Regions from separate parts of the Mus musculus genome. Here regions 1 and 3 are each linked to region 2. Evidence: chromatin contacts called from public HiChIP or PLAC-seq and promoter capture Hi-C data. All regions are on one chromosome and are shown on one strand. The core of a region is the stretch at or near the end of the contact, and the rest is flanking DNA. Distances in the headings are between cores, read along the strand shown.

Region 1 (3,120 bases), core at 527-3,026, 510 kb before region 2:
TTGGCAGCCCTAGCGTCCAGCCCTCCTGTGGTGTGATAAAGAGGTGAGCACCCGATGAACTGCATATGATCAGGACACAGCCGCGGGGTCAGCCTGACTTCCACATCTCATGGCTGAACAGCTCCTGTGGGTCTGGTACCCTGTTCAGAAGCTGGCCATCCCATTGAGATAGTCCAGGATCAAACTACCGTCAGAGCGCCCCGGGTCCAAGAGCATCCAAGTACTAATTACTCACACTCCAGTTATTCACCAACGGCTATGCGGAGAGTCCCGGGCAAGTGCCCACTCTGGCTTCCTTGTCTGTCTGGCCCTACTGAGAGGCAGGGTAGTGTCTTAACTGAGAGGTAGCACGGGTGACTTCCAGGTGGCTTATGAATGGCCCAAAGCCCAGACATTTGGATTCACCAGGCTTTTAGAGGGCCATCTCCCTGGCCTGGCTGTAGTCAGGTGCCAAGGCCCTAGTTCTGTGTCCTGTGGGTGACCTGGCCTAGTCATTGCGCAGCCAAGGAAAAGACGACTTGCTTGGCCCACACTGGCTGGGCCTGGCAAGATATGTGGGAGCTGAACTTTAAAGGTAGCTTCCTCCTCCCCACAGAGCCTGGGGCTGGGGATCTGGTGGGGATGGGGCCCTGCTGGCTGCAGGTGCGGAGATGACCAGGAGAGTGACCATGGGAGGAGAGGATGCTGAGAACGAAGGGACTATCAGGAATGGCTGTGGGGAGGCCTGCTGCCATGGAGGCCTGTGGTGGTAGCAGGTTGGCAGAGGTCCTGAAGCGCTGAGAATTCCCAATTATCCCCTTTGCTTCCAGTGAGGTAAGGCAAGGCCTACCCCTCTTCTCTCCTCCCTACCACCAGGTTCTCTGGGCTGCTACATGGAAGTCCCAAGACCACACCTTCTGCTCCTGCTGGTAAATAAGGGGGAAGGGCTAATGGGAGAGGGGACATGTCTCCCACCAGTGGGGATGAGAGGACTCCTGTATAGCATTGATGGAACACTAATGTCCCAGAGGGAAAAGGTATTCTGTCCAAGAGTGTGGATGGTGTAGGATTAAGCCCCACCCCAGCAGTCTCAGATTCGGGCCTCATCCTGCTCTCAGCTTCCACAGAGACTCTGACTCCCACCCCTGAGCGGAATGAGTTGGTCTACGCATCCATCGAAGTGCAGGCGACCCAGGGAAACCTTAACTCATCAGCCCAGGACTACCGGGCACTCTACGACTACACCGCACAGGTGAGGGCTTCCCCTTGTGCCTGGGAGCACGCCTGGGGCGTGAGCACTTACATAGCACCAGAGACTGGAATAGTTCAGTGGACATCTGCTGGACCAGGATCTGCTGTGGATAGATCAGGCCTTGTGCACAATGACCAAAAATGAGTCCTTGAGCTGCCCTGGAACTATTTCCTGACATCCTTGGAGAAAGGTGGGCAGGGCACCCACAGAGCATCTGTGCTTGAGATGGACTGAAGTCCAACACAAGCCCTGGGCTTAAGGGGGTAGGGGTAGACCTGGAAGGCAGGCCCTGAACTTGGGCTAATACACCCACACATATAGGCAGACATGTAGGCAAGCTAGATGGGGCTGTACTGAGGTCACATTCAGGGGTACAGACCTGGACAGTAACAGGGTACTCAGGTAGCAGTAGATTGCTGTGTGATTTGTCTAGAGCTTGCCCTTACGTTGTGACAAGCACTTCTGAGGAGCTGCAGTGGTTGGAGCAGTGAGAGAAGTCCAGGATGGGAGGTCTCCATGACAACCTGAGCTTGTTAGGAGGCCAAGTGCCTTTGGGGAAACCCCACAGCCTGTCTATCTGCAAAGGAACCACTCTGGAGGCCTTAGCATGACTCAGCAGACTGCTTGCCCTGGGAGACAAACATGCACTGCCAAAGTGGGGGCCGCAGAGCACAGCACCCCGTCCTGGTGGCTCCTCCCATCTCACACACTTGCCATTTCTTGCCCAGAATTCTGATGAGCTGGACATTTCCGCGGGAGACATCCTGGCGGTCATCCTGGAAGGGGAGGATGGCTGGTGGACTGTGGAGCGGAACGGACAACGTGGCTTTGTCCCTGGGTCGTACTTGGAGAAGCTCTGAGGAAAGGCTAGCAGTCTCCACATACCTCCGCCCTGACTGTGAGGTCAGGACTGTTTCTTTCCATCACCGCCCAGGCCTCACGGGGCCAGAACCAAGCCCGGTGGTGCTGGGAATGGGCTGGGTGCTGGCTACTCTCAATAAATGTCTCCCAGAAGGAGTAAAGCGGCACATTCTTCCTTTGCTGGGGTCCTTTTCTCTTACCCAGTGTCCAGGGCCTCGATCCAGAGAGCCAGAGTATACAGAGGCTGGGAGAACAGAGCTCTGCCACTAACAGGAGCAGTCAGGCCCAGTCTCAGCCAGGGACAGAGGAGAGGCCTCGACCCAGGTGCCCGAAGCTCCCAGGCTGCCAGAGCTACATTCATACTTGGGACAGCCAGGAAGATGCAAGTGAGAGGGGCTCAGGAGGGCCACAATGAGATGAGGCATCCTGTGACAGGGAAGTGGGGCACAGAAGGATGTGGAGAGGCGGCAGCAGCCACGTTTGCCAGAAGGCAAATGTCTGAGCATACATAAGAACATAGGGGATAAGAAGACTGCTGGGGACGAGAAAGTGCTGGTGGCTCTGGAGGCGGCACACAGCCCTCAGTGTTCCTCCTTGACACGACCCCGTCATGTCTGTGCCTACCTCACAGGAACCAGCTGTGGGCCCGTGGCTTCCCTGCCTGCCCACCTGGAAGCCAGCAATAGAGGCCTAACCATGTACCAGGCAAATGTCAGCAGCCAGAGGTGAAACTGTGAGCAAGTATGGTCTAGAGAGGGGGGAGGAGGGGGTTGCTGCAAGGCTCCTCCATGTTCATCACCAATGCATCTCCATTCTCTGATCCTCACCGGAGCAGAAAGGCAGGCTTGGCTAAGCAACCATGCAGATTGACAAGGCTGGGCCGCCTTTGGGTTGTGCTCTCTTATCCATCTCAGACATGAGGGCACTTTACAGGCTGGGTCCAGGCAGCAGATTGCCTGGAACCAAGGCTCTGGGGCTGAGGATCAGGCTAGCTGTTCTGAGGCGTCTGCCATCACTGCTTCTTGGCA
Region 2 (2,892 bases), core at 383-2,882:
CCAAGCCCAGCCAAAGACTGAGGAAAGGCTGGGCTGGCAGAAAGGGGCTGGCCCAGATGGTCTTGCCCCCACCGCAGGCCTCTTGCACTCCCACCCACCAGGGCATAGCTGTTCCCATCTTCCATGTGCCCCAGTCGCCACACCACCCACCACAGGGCATTTGAGAACAAAGGGGAGGTGCCGCCACAACAAGAGCTGGTCAGGGGCTGGTCAGGGACCCCAGCAATAAGAGACCCAGGGGACTGCCTACCTGCCTGGCCCCTCCCCTTCTCAAAGTGGGACCCGCCCAGAAAGAAACATCTGGGTGTCTTAGAGGGCAGGAAGCCCAAAACCCACCCGAATAGGGTGCGTTTGGGGGGACACACACAGGAGGCTCCTTCCTCACCTCCCCCCTTCTCAGCAGGCTCCCACTTCCCACCCATTTCCCTAGGAATGAAAAGTGGGGCAGGAGGAGGTGAGAAGCCCGGCTGAACGAAGACAAAGGGGAGCCCCGAAGGTTCCTGGGTCTTCCTCAACTGGACTCCCCCCTCCCTTTTCTTCCGCCCTCCACCTCCCTTTCATCCAGGCGGAGCGAGAAAGGAGCCAGAAAGAGGCTGACAAGGTTCCTGTGGAGAGAGGGGCAATCCTAGAGCCTGGGGAGAAACTGTTTGCTAGCTGTGTCCTCAAGCTTAAGGGTATTAGCCAGGGCTGGGGAGTGGTCTCTGGTCCACCGAAAGGGACTCACCCAGAGCTGAGAGAACATATCCTCTTGGGTGACCACTGCCCAGAATGGGAGGATGATTTAGGGGGCACCAGGGCAGGAATGGAAAGGAATGGTAGGGATCTCTCCTTGACCACGGGTCCCAGCTTGCCAACCAGGGATCTGTTAGGACCAGCGGAACGGAAATGGGAAAATCATTTGAAACTTGAGGGTCAGGCCTGCGACCCCAAAGGGGGTCTGGGCGGTACAAGGTGCCCTACATAGCCCCATGAGGGTGAAGCCTGGGCCGACAGCAGCTTCCAGCTCCCAGCTCGCCGCAGGGCTGCCGACTCGGGCTCGGCCAAGACGGAGGGGCTCACCTGCATCTCGGGCGCGCTGTCCGTCCGCTCGGCTTGGTCACCAATCGCATGTCTCTCTTGCCGGCGCGGCCCCAGCCCCAGCCCAGCCCCCCTCCTCGGTCTCCTCCTACAACACCTCCGCCCGGTCCGCGCGCCCTCGCAGGGCTGGCTGTCCGTCTGTCTGTCCCACGCGGGCGGGAGCCCAGTCGACTCTAGGGCAGGAGCTCGGGAGTCGGGGGCGGAGGCCGAGGCCCTGGCCGTAGCGGGCTGAGGAGCCGGGGCTCTCAGGACGAGTGTTGCGGGCTCCCGGAGCCTGGCTCTGTCCCTTGGGCCGGCCGGGAGCGGCCGCCACCGCCTCTACCGCTGGGGCCGGGGTCGAGGCCGGGCGTTCTCTGCAGCGGGGCCGGGGCCAGGGCTGGGACCGGTGGGCAGCTGCCGCGCATGCTGCTCTGAGCCCCGCGTCGGGAGAGGGGCCCGAGCGGCGCGGGTGGGGACTCCGCGCGCTCCGGGACCGGGACGGGTCCAGGTCCGGCCGCCTCCTGAGCTGCCGCCCGCTCCGGCTCCCGCGCCGGCTCCCGCTCGGGCTCCGCGCTCTGCCGCGGCGTGGGGAGGGAGCGAGAGGAGCGAGCAGCGAGCCAGGGAGGGAGGAGGGACAGAGGGAGGGAGGGAGGGAGCTAGTGAGCGAGCTCTGGAGCCGGGCGGGGGAGGAGAGAGAAGGCGCGGCCGCAAAACCTGGGTGGGGGTCCTTCTTTCAGAGAACCGGACGAAGATGGAGGAGCGCCCCAGCAGCTGCCCAGCGCCCAGGGCGCAGCGAGAGTGGCAGCGGGGCGCAGACGAAGAACGCTCCCGGGCCGGCGCCCCCGCGCTCCCGCCCTGCACCACGCAGCGCCCCTCTGGGTCCCAGGCTCCAGCAAGTCTTAAGCCAGCCCAGCCCGCGGTCTTCCCAGAGTGCGTGCACCCATTCGCGTTTGATTGTCTCTGGCCACATGCGTGTGCATGTGAGCGCGTGTGTTCACACGTGTTAACTGGGGTCACTGCACACTGCCGTGTGGACCGACACACGCACGTGGACAGACAGCCCCCACACCCCCCAACCTGATCACGGTTGTTTAGAGGACAGCTTGAGGAGGGTCAGGTCTTGACCCCTCCTCTCGAAATGTCCAGGACACCCCCCACCACACACACACACACACACACACACATACACCACACCACACCACACCACCACCACCATTGCTTCCTAGGGATCTTAGGGTGAGGCCGGCCGCCGGGAAGCACAGGAAGGGGATGTGGAAGCCGAGCTGGCTAAGTGGGTCTACCGGGAGGCCAGGTCTAGAATCTGCTTTAGCATCCCAGTCCCCTCCCCGTCGGGTTTCCTGTCCAGCAGAGGGCAGCAGGCCTATCTGCCAGGCTCCGGACGGTGGCACTCTACCAAGTGACCAGCAGAGGGCAGTATAGATCCTCGGTCTGGGCTTAGCTATTTACCATCTAACTCCCTAAAATAAATACTGAGTTTGGTGGGTACCACATCTTCAGATGGCTCCACAGAACAAGACCTTTACATAGAGACCCAAACTCTTCTTGGGCCACAGATCAGAGACTAGCCTGGCAGGGTGGCCTGGCAAGGGCTGCGGTGTAGGCAGGCAACCCGTTGGGACCTCATCTATCTACTGCACCTCTTTCCATCTGCTTGAAGCCAGATGCCCCTTAAAACCATGCCAGATTGATTAGAATAACCATCAATGAAGACACCACAAGGCAGAGTTCCCTTCTCCCCATTAGCACCTCAGCACTCCCGATAGTTTGTAGGCAGGCAAAGAAGGAAGCTGAGCAGGGCAGGAAGAGACCAGCGCA
Region 3 (3,033 bases), core at 302-2,801, 360 kb after region 2:
AGGGATGTTCTTTACTGGCTTGCCTCCCCTGGCTTGCTCAGCCTGCTCTCTTATAAAACCCAAGACTACCAGCCCAGAGATGGTCCTACCCACAAGGGGCCTTTCCCCCTTGATCACTAATTGAGAAAATGCCTTACAGTTGGATCTCATGGAGGCATTTCCTCAACTGAAGGTCCTTTCTCTGTGATAACTCCAGCTGTGTCAAGTTGACACAAAACTAGCCAGTACAACATGTATGGGTGTTTTTTTTTTCCTGATGTATGTTTATACATCACATGCTCCTTAAAAGTTCTATACTACCACGTGGGTACTAGAATTGAACCCAGATCCACTCCAAGGTCAGCCAGTATTCTTAACCACTGACCCATCACGCGAGTCCCTGAGTGTCTTCATTATTTTACTTCCTGATACATCTTCCATTATCTTATACTGTCTTATTTTAACTCCAGTGCATAGTGCAGTGTCTGGTGTGCAGATAGACTTGTTATAGACTGTCTTCCAGTTTCAATACTGAAACCAACTCCTGAGTAGGTTCCTGAGTTCAGCGTAGAGTTCATTTTACTGGTGGCAAAAGACAAACTAACATAGTTGAGGGGCAAGGAGGCATGGACATGCCTTTAATTCCTTCACTCAAGAGGCAGATCTCTGTGAGTTCAAGGCCAGCTTGGTCTACACAGCCAATTTTGGGACAGCCAGGGGTACATAGAGATCCTTTCTCAAAACTCTGTCTTTCCTGGCCCCCTGACCCTCCACACACACAAAGGAAAAAACTTAGCAGAGGTAACCCTGAAGCTGCTATTGCACTGGTGCCAAAATGGAGTTAAGAATATATATAATTTATTTTTTAAAAAGTTCTCCAAGATGGGCATCAAAACCTATAGCATTTTCTTTTCCGAAGACCCATCCCCTGGTTCTTTCTGGACTTCAGTCCTGGGGGGACTAGTTGTGGCACTCCGATTTCTTGAAATCCTTCTAGAATACTTATCTTTGGTCTAACATGATAAAAAAAATCACAGTAGGCCCAGCCCTGCCTTCTCAATGCTCCTATCCTGAGAGACCCAGACTCTGCTGTTTACCCTAGAGTAAAATCATGCATTTGCAAAGGCTGTGGGCTTCCTGAATGAATTCTGAAACAGGATGTCTCTCTCTGTCTCTTCCTCACTCTCTCTTTGTACCCGATTACAATTAGCTACAATGATGCTGGACTACAGGATACATTCATTGAGCAAAGAAATGCGGCCCTTGCTTATCTGTCAGATCCGAGGCATCTTGGACCTCACAGGCAACCTTTCAGACCCTACCACGAATAGGTAGAAGCCGCCCGTGAATACCGGGAAGGGCACCGGTCCTCGCGCAGTTTTGGATTCTTTTAACTCCCAGTCGCGTCTCCCTCCCGCTCCCGTAGGGGAGTCGCCTCTCGTCCCCGCAGCCCCTCCCCCGCCGCGCCGCTCCGTTCCGCTCAGCCTCCCCTCCTCCCAGCTCCTCTCTGTCTCCCCCTCTCGGACAACGTCCCCGTCCGGCCCGGCCCTCCCCGGCTCCTGTTTGTGAATGAGATGCTCAGTTTCTCAATGGAGCCGTGGGGGGCTCGGGCGGACGCGGCGCAGGCCGCAGCGCTGGCCCTGAGCCGGGAGGGGGACGCCTTTTCCTCGCTCGCTCGCGCCCGCCCTCCCTGTCTCCGCGGCGGCTTTTGAGGAACTGGGCCGCGAGGCCACGGAGCAGTTCGCAGGGCCCGCATCCCCGTGGACGCCCGGGCTGGGCGGTCTCGAGGCGCCGGCGAGCTCTGCCCCGGGGGTTAAGCGGCTCGGAAGGCCGACGGCCTCCAACTCCCGCCAGGCGCCTTCGCGGTGGCTGTAAAAGTTGTGGACTCCTAAAAAAGAAAGAAAGCCAAGCAGACCTCGAACTGCTGTTAGTTCCTCGCCCGCACTTTCTCCTCCTCAGGACAGGAGGGGTGGCGTGAGGAAAGGAGTGAAGCAAACAGGAGGCATTTCCTCTCCGCGGGGAGCGACAGCGGGCTCTCCCCGGCCAGCAGGAGCGGCGTTGGCAGCCGCCGCGGGCGCCGGGCGCTCGCACCATGCGCGAGCCGACCGAGAGCTGCTGAGGCGCCGGGCCACAGAAGCGGAGCGCGAGTGCAGCGGGTTCTGGCGCTCGCCCACCAGACCTGCCCCGGCGGCGGCGGGATGGAGCCGGCGACCGCGCCCCGGCCGGACATGGCGCCGGAGCTGACCCCCGAGGAGGAGCAGGTAAGCGCCGCTGCAGCGGTGGGTGTGTCCGAGCCTCCGAGGCCTAGGCCGGCCTCTGTTCGCCGGGCTGCGCTCCTCGCCCCGGGCCCTCAGCGGCTCCTGCTCGCATTTCAGGCCTGCGGGCTGGCCTCCCCGGGCCGGAGACCGCGCCCCAGGCCATCGCCCAGCCCAGCCCCGGAGCCGTGGGACCCCTGGCTCTGAGATTCTTATGCTTCGAGACTTCCGGGGGGGGGGGGGTCCGTGCTGCTCCATTTCAATGAATATTAAAGTTCCTCGAACTGGGGCGGGCTCCCCACTGGATGACTGCAGGACACCTTGTCCCAGGCCCTTCTACTCTCTGGAAGCGTTTGCATTTTTTTTTTTTTTTCTCGAGGGTCCGTTGTTTTCAAGGGCAAGGAAAGCCATTTGGGGGGAGGATTCCTAGGTGGTTGTCTCCGTTCCCAAGATGGGGGGAGGTAGCGCTGGTAAAGAGGTGGCCCAGATTCTCAAAGGAGCCCTTCAGGCTTTCAGACTGCTGTGACGGGCCTACTTGGACAGATCCTGAAAGATCTGTTCCTTTTCTAGCTCCCCAAGTCCCTGGCCTTGACCTCCCTATTCTGCTTTCCCAGGCTAGGCTCTTACCCTCGTCCCCATTTCCCTGCCCCCACCTCATCTGACAGTCTCCATCTTTCTGAAGCCCACACTGGAGTTCCATTGTCCCTTTTTAAAGCTTGAGATCTTAAATTCCCAGAAAGTAGTAGCTTGCGTTATCATTTGAGGGGTTTCTGTAAGCGAGAAGCCTAGCGAGCGCTCT

What was found. Promoter capture Hi-C pulls out the DNA fragments that hold promoters and counts their contacts. HiChIP or PLAC-seq counts read pairs in DNA pulled down with a chosen protein or histone mark.
Region 1: a contact with region 2 is called in an HNF4G HiChIP or PLAC-seq map of pancreatic cancer cells. The contact joins the enhancer-like site here to the promoter of Lingo1 in region 2. A contact is called at or near these places in 1 of 15 datasets of contacts at CTCF or cohesin (embryonic stem cells), 3 of 484 Hi-C or Micro-C datasets (embryonic fibroblasts and embryonic stem cells), 8 of 115 datasets of contacts at active chromatin or transcription factors (embryonic forebrain, embryonic stem cells, forebrain and 3 more) and 2 of 9 other capture datasets (adipose tissue and embryonic stem cells).
Region 3: a contact with region 2 is called in a promoter capture Hi-C map of embryonic stem cells, with 9 read pairs. The contact joins the promoter of Ptpn9 here to the promoter of Lingo1 in region 2. A contact is called at or near these places in 3 of 39 promoter capture datasets (all in embryonic stem cells) and 2 of 484 Hi-C or Micro-C datasets (both in embryonic stem cells).

The regions. Positions count from the first base shown.
Region 1 is chr9:56,126,630-56,129,749 of GRCm38.p6, forward strand. It overlaps Pstpip1 (proline-serine-threonine phosphatase-interacting protein 1), which reads left to right. Exons shown (of 15, transcript NM_011193.3): 12 at 1-43; 13 at 856-908; 14 at 1,098-1,231; 15 at 1,960-2,261. The coding sequence ends at 2,091. Among named protein-coding and RNA genes, the nearest start is that of Tspan3, 33 kb to the right of the region's middle. Within about 2 kb of position 1,777, at least 76 of the 459 cell types and tissues checked have an H3K27ac peak or open chromatin away from gene starts, as enhancers often do. A contact at or near this core is called in embryonic fibroblasts and pancreatic cancer cells, where this site is marked.
Region 2 is chr9:56,634,016-56,636,907 of GRCm38.p6, forward strand. Lingo1 (leucine rich repeat and Ig domain containing 1) reads right to left here and starts at 1,633. Exons shown (of 2, transcript NM_001311076.1): 1 at 1,060-1,633. The coding sequence starts at 1,065.
Region 3 is chr9:56,993,417-56,996,449 of GRCm38.p6, forward strand. Ptpn9 (protein tyrosine phosphatase, non-receptor type 9) reads left to right here and starts at 1,552. Exons shown (of 13, transcript NM_019651.2): 1 at 1,552-2,240. The coding sequence starts at 2,178.